Regions from separate parts of the Sus scrofa genome. Here region 2 is linked to region 1. The links are chromatin contacts, called in public Hi-C maps. All regions are on one chromosome and are shown on one strand. The core of a region is the stretch at or near the end of the contact, and the rest is flanking DNA. Distances in the headings are between cores, read along the strand shown. Region 1 holds the start of RAD51AP1 (RAD51-associated protein 1). Region 2 holds the start of PARP11 (poly [ADP-ribose] polymerase 11).

Region 1 (4,228 bases), core at 154-2,653:
AATAGCAACAACAACAACAACAACAAAAAAGACAAAAAGACAAAAAAACAAAAAACAAAAAAAAAACAAATGATTGAAGAAGATGTGGTATATACACACAATGGAATAGTACTCAGCCATAAAAAATATGAAATGTTATTTTCAGCAACATGGATGGACCTGGAGATTGTCATATTGAATGAAGCAGATCAGAAAGAGAAAGACATATTTGTCCTATCACTTATATGTGAAATCTAAAATATGACACAAATGAATGTATTTACAAGACAGAAGCAGACTCAGACATAGAAAACAAGTTTATTGTTACCAAAGGGGAAAGGAGGTGGGGAAGAGATAAATAAGGAGTTAGGGATTAACAGATGCAAACTATTATATATAGAATGGATAAACAACAAGGTCCTACTGCACAGGGAACTATATTCAACATTCCATAATAAACTATAGTAAAGAACATAAAAACAAATATATGAGATACATATCATATACATATATATAACTGAATCATTTTGCTGTACATCAGAAACAAAACATTATAAATTAGCCACATTTCAACAGAATTTTAACTAATTGAAGTAGGGCTTTCTTCCTTCTCACTCTGTCTCACGTTGTGATGTTTATTTTCAGTCCCCTAAACTCATCCCTTGACTAGAATGCAACCTCCAGCACCTAGCACAGTACAGAAGTAAATACATCCAAAACTACTAAATGAATAGCCGACCCTAAGTCGCCATGGCACTCGACTGTGGTTAAGGAGAGGAACAGTTTCAAAGAGTACATTTAATGGAAAACGCAGAGGAGCCGGCGCCAACTGACTTACTAGCTCTGTGACTCAGGTAACCTGGCTTTTATGCCTAGCGTAAAAATGATAAAATGGGGAGACCTAAACTTTCTATATCAAAGAAGTATAGAGATGAATAAATGAAGTAACACATAAGCAGGAGCTCGGTGAAACGCAGAGCAATGTAAGCAGGTCTTATTTGAACGAGATGGATAAAAGAAAGGGCAGTAACTGCCGAGGGAGGCAAGAGACGGAAACAGCCAGGATGATAGGGCCCTTCAGAGGAGTGGGAGGCTCTCACTGGGGGCTGGCGCGTCTCCCAGTGACTGTCCACCCCGCCCCGCCATCGCTATCCTGGTCCTCTGGCCTACTCCTCCATCCTGTGCAGCAGACGCGGCCTGCAGCGACCTCCCGCCCTTCCACCCCATCCCGCCCGGATACCACGAACTACTCACCTCGCAGGCCGCACCATGGTCTCCTCCAAGGTAGGAAATATGCACTTCTTAGACTCCTGCTGGCATCTGCCGCTGCAGTTCCAATTCCCGCCTAAAACCAAATCCACAGCGCTCCGCCCGGCCGTCAGCCCTCCAATCCTCACCGGCCATCCCGGTTGCCGCGCATGCGCTCTGAAAAGCGCGCGTTAGTTCACGCCCTCCCGAGGCACCGCCTTTCCGCATCCGGTTCACCAGAGTCGAGTTCTTGTTTCGCCACTGCACTTTCGTCACAACAGTGGCTTCAGCGTCGTCCCTCAAGTGTAAAATAACAGTAGAAATACACCTTCCTACACTTTTTAAATTATTACATTAAGGGCAGTATGGAACGACAGGACATATAGAGCCATAAATTTTCCATGGGATGCCAGGAAAGAGGAAAAGATTAAACGAATCTGCTGAAACGGATCTTCCAGCTGTGAAAAATCAGGCTGTAGTCAGCTGACCAATTCTGCGCCAAGGCTCATTGACAGCGAGAAGTGAGAGGACCGCTGGGGCCTGTAGGACTGGGAGAGGTGAGCCCGCGGCGGGAGCGAGGAAGGCACTTAAAACCGAAACCCTTTAACAGGGGGGCTGTTCCCCTCCCTCGGCTGGGGCTTCTCGCCGAGACAGTCTGCCCTCCCTTTCCTGGCTTATTTAAACCTCAGAACCTCCACTCAATTGGCGGAGTGAGTTTGGTCCGGCCCTTCTCACATTTGATTTCAGCTCTGTTAATAATAACAAATCGGGGAGAGGGAACTAAAGTATTAATTTGTTGAAACATAGTAAGCCTAAAGGTTGCACCAGTTGAAACCATAATTAATGGTTTTTGTTTACTGAAAATATTGACCCTAAACAAGATTAGACTATAAACCCGTTATTTCCGTAGTCTTCAATTCCGTGCAAGATGTTCCTTTGCCTGCATCATGTGTATTCAGTTAGCAGCTCGGGTTTTTTCTCTGATATATTCTTACAGCTTCTTTCTATTATTATTTATTACTTTTACTAGCTTCTAGTTATTTGTCATCTTATGTTTGTCAGATGCTTCGTATTTATTATTTGGTTAAGCCTAATGACGGTCCTACAAGTTAAAAGGCTTTCTGGGGCCTATCCATGCTGAGACGTGGCATGGGAAAAAGAGCAGTAAGAGTGCCCTAGGCATAGGAAAAGCGTTCTGAAAGGTAGGGAGTGGCAAGAGAGGTTCGGTATTGAAAAATTTTCAGTATAGGTTGAAAAGTAAAGTCTGAATTTGTGTTGCGAAGAGGAGGTGCAGGTGCTGAAAGAAGAGTCTGGAGTATAAGCAGAGGCAGAGTAAACTACGTTAAGGAGTTTGAATTGTATCCTAACAGCAATGGAGAGTCATAGACGGATTTAAAGCAGATGAGCAACATGTTCTGGTAGGCATTTTTAAAAGATTACTATATAAATTGTCTTTTTGTTTTCTTTTTGGTTTCCTTTGCTGTGCAAAAGCTTGTCAGTTTGATTAGGTCCCATTGGTTTATTTTATTTATTTATTTTGTCTTTTTGCCATTTCTTGGGCCGCTCCTGCAACATATGAAGGTTCCCAGGCTAGGGGCCTACGCCAGAGCCACAGCAGCACAGGATCCGAAACGCGTTTGCGACCTACACCACAGCTCACGGCAACGCCAGATTGTTAACCCACTGAGCAAGGGCAGGGATCGAACCTGCAACCTCATGGTTCCCAGTCAGATTCGTTAACCACTGCGCCACCACGGGAACTCCCCCATTGGTTTATTTTTGCTTTTATTTCTGTTGCTTTGGGAAACTAACCTGAGAAAATATTCATAAGGTTGATGTCAGAGAATGTTTTGCCTATGTTATCTTCCAGGAGTTTGATGGTGTCTTGTCTTATATTTAAGTCTTTCAGCCATTTTGAGTTTATTTTTGTGCAAGCCGTGAGGGTGTGTTCTAGTTTCATTGCTTTACATGCAGCTGTCCAGGTTTCCCAGCAATGCTTGCTGAATAGACTGTCTTTTTCCCATTTAATGTTCTTGCCTCCTTTGTCAAAGATTAACTGACCATAGGTGTCTGGGTTTCTTTCTGGGTTCTCTATTCTGTTCCACTGGTTTGTATGTCTGTTTTGATACCAGTACCACACTGCCTTGATGACTGTGGCTTTGTAATGTTGCCTGAAGTTTGGGAGATTTATGCTTCCTGCTTGGTTTTTGTTCCTCAGAATTGCTTTGGTGATTCTGGGTCTTTTGTGGTTCCATATAAATTTTGGGATTGTTTGTTCTAGTTCTGTGAAGTAAGTCAGAAAGAGAAAGACAAGTACTGTATGATATCACTTATATATGTAATCTAATATACGGCACAAATGAACCTTTCCACAGAAAAGAAAATCATGGACTTGGAGAATAGACTTGTGGTTGCCAGGAGGTTGGGGGGAGGGAGCGGGGTGGATTGGGAGTTTAGGGTTAATAGATGCAAGCTATTACCTTTGGAATGGATTAGCAATGAGATCCCGCTCTGTAGCGCTGGGAACTATGTCTAGTCACTTATCATGGAGCATGATAATGTGAGAAAATAGAATGTGTACATGTGTGTGTAACTGGGTCACCATGCTGTACAGTAGGAAAAAATTGTATTGGGGAAATAATTAAAAAATAAAATTATATTATGAACACACACAGATTTCTATGACTACAGTGTAGAGAATAGCGTTAGAACTGATTTGATGCGGGAAATGATTAGAGACAAGAGTCCAGTTAGGAAATTAATATATAAATCTTCAATTGATGTATTCTCTTTGACCAAATTTCCTTCTTTCCAAATAGTTTTCCAGTTTGCCTTGTGGGCTGCCCTGTTTCTGTGTATCTTCTTCCCATAGGGAAATCTTTCCAGCACCATCTCCCTTCCCTCCACTCTCAATAAGATCTCCTACCCACAGCATCTAAGATCTTCAAGATAACTTGTTGGTCCTCAGTCTGTTTCGTTGACTTGGCATTTACCAACTATT
Region 2 (4,554 bases), core at 396-2,895, 550 kb after region 1:
AAATCTCTTTAAAGATGATAGTGTGTTTGAAGACTACCTAGCACCGACTAAGAGCAAATTCTTGTCGTACCAAATGCCCATTTTCTTATCCAGTGTTTTTCAAATATTTTCTGAAGTTTTGGCCAATGCAATAGGAAGAGTGAAAAATGCATTACTGTGGGTAATGTGATTGTTAACAGAAATTCAGAGAGGTCAGCTGACAAGCTTTTAAAACTAAGAAGACCTTTTCAGTGTGGTAGGCTACAAGATAAATGCACATAGCATTCCATAGCTTGTATGAATGTTACACACATATGCATTTGAAATAATCCATTGTGATAGATATTTAAGTAGTTTTCAATTTTTTCACCATTCCAAAAAAGTAGCAATAAATATTCTTGTATAGACATTTTCTGTGCAGTTGTCCCATTTGCCTCCTTGACATTAGTTCCTAGAAATGGAAATTTGAAATTTTGTTTCATATTGCCAAACTACACTCAAGAATAGTGTATAAATTTACAATCACTAAATTTATTCTGGTAAATGGATCGAGATAGGGATCTTTACCTTTTTTTTTTCCACTTTACTTTTTGCCAAATGACTAACCAGTTGCTTATTGAATAATCCATCCTTTCCCCACTACTTTGAAATAGATTTATTATACTTTTTTGGCATGAAGGATATCTATATCACAGTAAGTGAAAAAATCAGGCTCTAAAAATGCAGGTATTCTTTGATCAAATAAAATTTTTTTTTTTTAATGTGTGGAGGTATAGAAAAGCTAAGAAGGATCTTAAACTAGCTCTTTTTAATTTCTCATGGGTAGATGGTACTTCTTTGCCTAGGAAATTCTTCCCCTCTTGTAGCTAGCTCTCTTTACTCAGATAAGTTCAATAGGAGGACAGCCAAGACGTTTTAGCTTGAAACTTGGGATGGGGGAACCGGGGGGGGGGGGGGGGGGAGGCAGCCCTCTGTGCTACCTAGGTAAGCATGCTCTCAAAGAACCCTGTACTTGCCATATTACCTATAAACCATCCTGTACCTTTTTGCTTGAATTCTTGTTTTTTTGTTTTGTTTGGGGGGTTATTTTTGGCCACAGAAGCAGCATGTGCAAGTTCCCGGGCCAGGGATGGAACCTGAGCCATAGTCATGACAACGCTGAACCCTTAACTGCTATGTCACCAGGGAACCCTTGCATCCTGTTATCTAAATTACTTCTTATTTTTTTTCCTCTAGACTCTAAGCTCCATGAGGACTGCATACGGGTCACTCTTGTTCATTCCAGAGCCTAGCACAGTATCTGGCAAATAATCTCCACTCATTGAGCTTTTACTGTATGCCAAATACTGTGCTAGCTTTCTCCAATGATTTCACAACACCCTATTATCGTCTCCTGCAGAGCACGAGCAAACAGATCGTGAAGCCTGTCCCACAGGCTACTCATTCCCAGACCTCTCTGCCTCTTACCGCTACACCCACTATACGGTGATCAAGAAATATCGAAGAATTACAGCCTGGGATGCTTGGGAATCACTTGGAGATGGCAGGCGGATTGCAGCCCTGGACTGTGGTTGGACTGAAGCCCTTTAGCTCCGCCCACAACCCCAGACCCTCGCAAGCCCCGCCCACTTCGCTCCAGGCCGGAAGGGAGCGGCAGGGGCGGGGTGAGCTTCCGGGGGCGGGGCGGGACCGGCCCCGGTTAGCAGGCTCTGGCCGGAAGTCGAGAGGTTAGGGGATCCGAAGACGCCGGCTTGTGACAGGGAGAGGGAGACGGAGGCCTGTGTGGAGGTTGCCCCTCCGTCCCTTCGCTCCCGGGGACCCTCAGGAAAAACCCAGCACCCCGGCCCCGTGGCCAGCCCCTTCCCCCAGGCTCTCTCCGCTCGATTTCGCCACCGTTATGTGGGAAGCGAATCCGGTGAGTAGCCGGGCGGGACTGGGCGGGCCGATGGGCGGGGTTGACGGGAGAGGGCGGGAGGGGTTCCCGGGAACTGCCCCCGCTACCCCGACGGCCGCGCCGGCCGGCTGTTGAATTTCCGGGCGAGAAGAACCCGGCCCTGGCGGCTCGGGCAGTGGAGACGGCCCGGTGGGTCCCCAGCGCCGTGCGGCTGCTCTGTCCCAGTGATTGATTTTGACTCGCTGCGGTTTCTCCGCCCTCGTCACTCCACCGTCTTTTTCAACTTTGCCTTTGAACCTGTTTCTCTTCCTTAGCCTCAGGTGTTCCCACCAGCTACCCCCCAAACCCAATCTAAAGCGAGGGAACTAGCCCCTCTGGGCCCTGAGTGGGCCTCAGAGGAACCGCCAGGGCTGGCTCCTTTTCCCTCCTCGGGGGCTAGCCATTGAAAACTGAGGTGGGCCGAGTGTGAGTTCTAAGTCTCTAGATGGTGAGGTTCTTAGATTTTTTTTTTTCCACTGGACAGAACTGATGACCTGGAATGTTTCAACTGCAAGTCTTGTGTCTTCCTCCGGTATTTGCATTGTGCCTGCGCTTGTTTTTGTTTACCTTGCTTTTATACATTCATTTATTTCATATGCAGCCTGCAAAGAGTGGAATTCCTTTGCCAAGAGTATTCCATTAACCTGTTAGAGGTGAAATCGCCTAGTAAGAGGGCAAATGGACGCTATTTACGCCTTTGAATTCAGTGGAAAGATGGCAGAATCACATATCAGCAAATTGTTAGCTTTAACATGTGCCACTACCCCATGTACTGAGAAAACTTCCTAAATTTACTTGAATAACCTTGTTTTCTTATTTGCAGTAACTCATTTGATGTAATCAGCACTTCCCCCCCCCCCATTCCTGGAATATATTTCCAGATAAATTGATTTATCAGTAAATTCTCTTCTGTTTTTAAGTTTTTATCCAGTAGAAACTAGTCTGTTGGTCTGGATTTTTTGGTTACATATGCTGGTTCCATCCCAGGCCACTGTGTAACAGTGGTGGTCACTAAGACTTTTTTTTTTTGGTTCATACATATAATCCTCTAATATAAAGCCACATCAGAGGAAAGGAACTACTGGCGCTTGATTTTGGCAAAAATAATTTCAAATTGTGACAGTGTGCTCTCTGATTATATATTCAGTTTCACTATCAGTTTCATTAGTAAATTTCATTTTGTATTATTATATGTATGTATATGTGTGTATATGTGTTTGTGTGTGTATTCACTTTTTATTGGCAGTGCTTCTCTTTCTGATTTCTCCATAACAAGCCCTTTCATCATCCCAAGGACATGTCTTGCCCAGTGTCACATATCTTAAATACTTCACTAGAGTATAAGCTCCACGTGGGCAGGCATTTTTGTCTGTTTTGTTTACTACAGTGTCCTCAGACTCGGGAACAGAGCCTGGCATGTAGTAGGTGCTCAGTCAATATCCGTTGAATTAACAGAGGTGATTGCATCAGTACTAGAGAGAGGCTTTTGCTCCTGTTATTCAGTCCTCTCCTCCATCACCTTATGTCTGCATTGGCTGTTGGATCACTTGTGTGCTTGTAAGGATGATAAGAGCATTAATGAGTCTCTTGTATATTTGGTTTGTTATAGCAGTTATCTCATTTCTTTGGAGGGAATGCTGAGTTTTCTCTGCCATCCCCCTAATGATTTTGCTTGATTTCCATGGAGCAGGCTGTCTTTCTTTAGGGGTGAACCTTCCACCTACAATCCCACATTCTTCTTTGGCCCTTATTAAGCTCCTCTACTATGTCTTAATGCTATTGTGTCTTCTTTCTTACTGATACTGTTATTCTTCCTGTGAAGGTATGAATGCTGTCAATAAGGACAGTTTCTGTTTTTTTGAAACACAGTCGACATTCTGCACGTGAGCTTCCTCTTGTAATTTGTTAGTTTCTTTTAATAGAAGAGGCATCTGGATAATCTCTTCAGCCGTGCTGGTGGAATGAGAATTAATTTTAATGTTTCCCTAAGCCAAGCACAGTTGGGAAGATTAAAAAAAAAAAAAAAAAAAGCCCACCATGCATCCTAAAGATAAATACAGATGACTCTTGTATTACCCACCAATTGAAATGACTGTTGACCATTGCTTTCCGTTGAGTGATATGATAAATTCCGCTTTGAGGAGGAAGGCCATAGCGAACCTCATTAATGGAAGACTTCTGCCTAAGTTCTTCGTGTGTTTTTTTGGTAGCATCCATAACCTTGAGCTGCCACCTGTAATCTGCAAGTACACCTCCTATTGCACATATGGCTTCTGTTTGGTACTGTGTTCCAGTCACAAGTATTTTGAGGAAATACTCCTCTGACTTTGGCCCTGGTCATGCTCAGAAGCAGCTGCCTGCCCCTTCCATGTGAAAAGTTTCTGTGACATGGCTTGATGTGGAAAGACACCGCTGCACTTGCAGCATTTCCTTAGGGGGAAAGACCCAGAACAAGATAACCAAGGAGCTATAAATAAACTTTATCTCAGGGCACCATTTCGTTTTATTTTTCAAGACAGTCATGAGGTTAGTGCTGACTCTCCCCAAGCCTTTCTCTGGCTAGGCACCTTGAGGTCAGCACAAGGTCCCCGCTGACAGACCAGACTGGCAGAGCAGTGGACACTCAGTTCCAGTGTGAACGC

The links. Hi-C and Micro-C count contacts between places; a contact is called where the count stands out from the background.
Region 2: a contact with region 1 is called in a Hi-C map of liver, with 10 times the contacts expected there. A contact is called at or near these places in 2 of 5 promoter capture datasets (fetal skeletal muscle and liver) and 2 of 47 Hi-C or Micro-C datasets (embryonic fibroblasts and liver).

The regions. Positions count from the first base shown.
Region 1 is chr5:65,895,807-65,900,034 of Sscrofa11.1, forward strand. It overlaps RAD51AP1 (RAD51-associated protein 1), which reads right to left and starts at 1,404. Exons shown (of 9, transcript XM_001926380.4): 1 at 1,234-1,404. The coding sequence starts at 1,250. It overlaps C5H12orf4 (chromosome 5 open reading frame, human C12orf4), which reads left to right and starts at 1,719. Exons shown (of 14, transcript NM_001243413.1): 1 at 1,719-1,784.
Region 2 is chr5:66,441,838-66,446,391 of Sscrofa11.1, forward strand. PARP11 (poly [ADP-ribose] polymerase 11) reads left to right here and starts at 1,646. Exons shown (of 9, transcript XM_003126559.5): 1 at 1,646-1,894.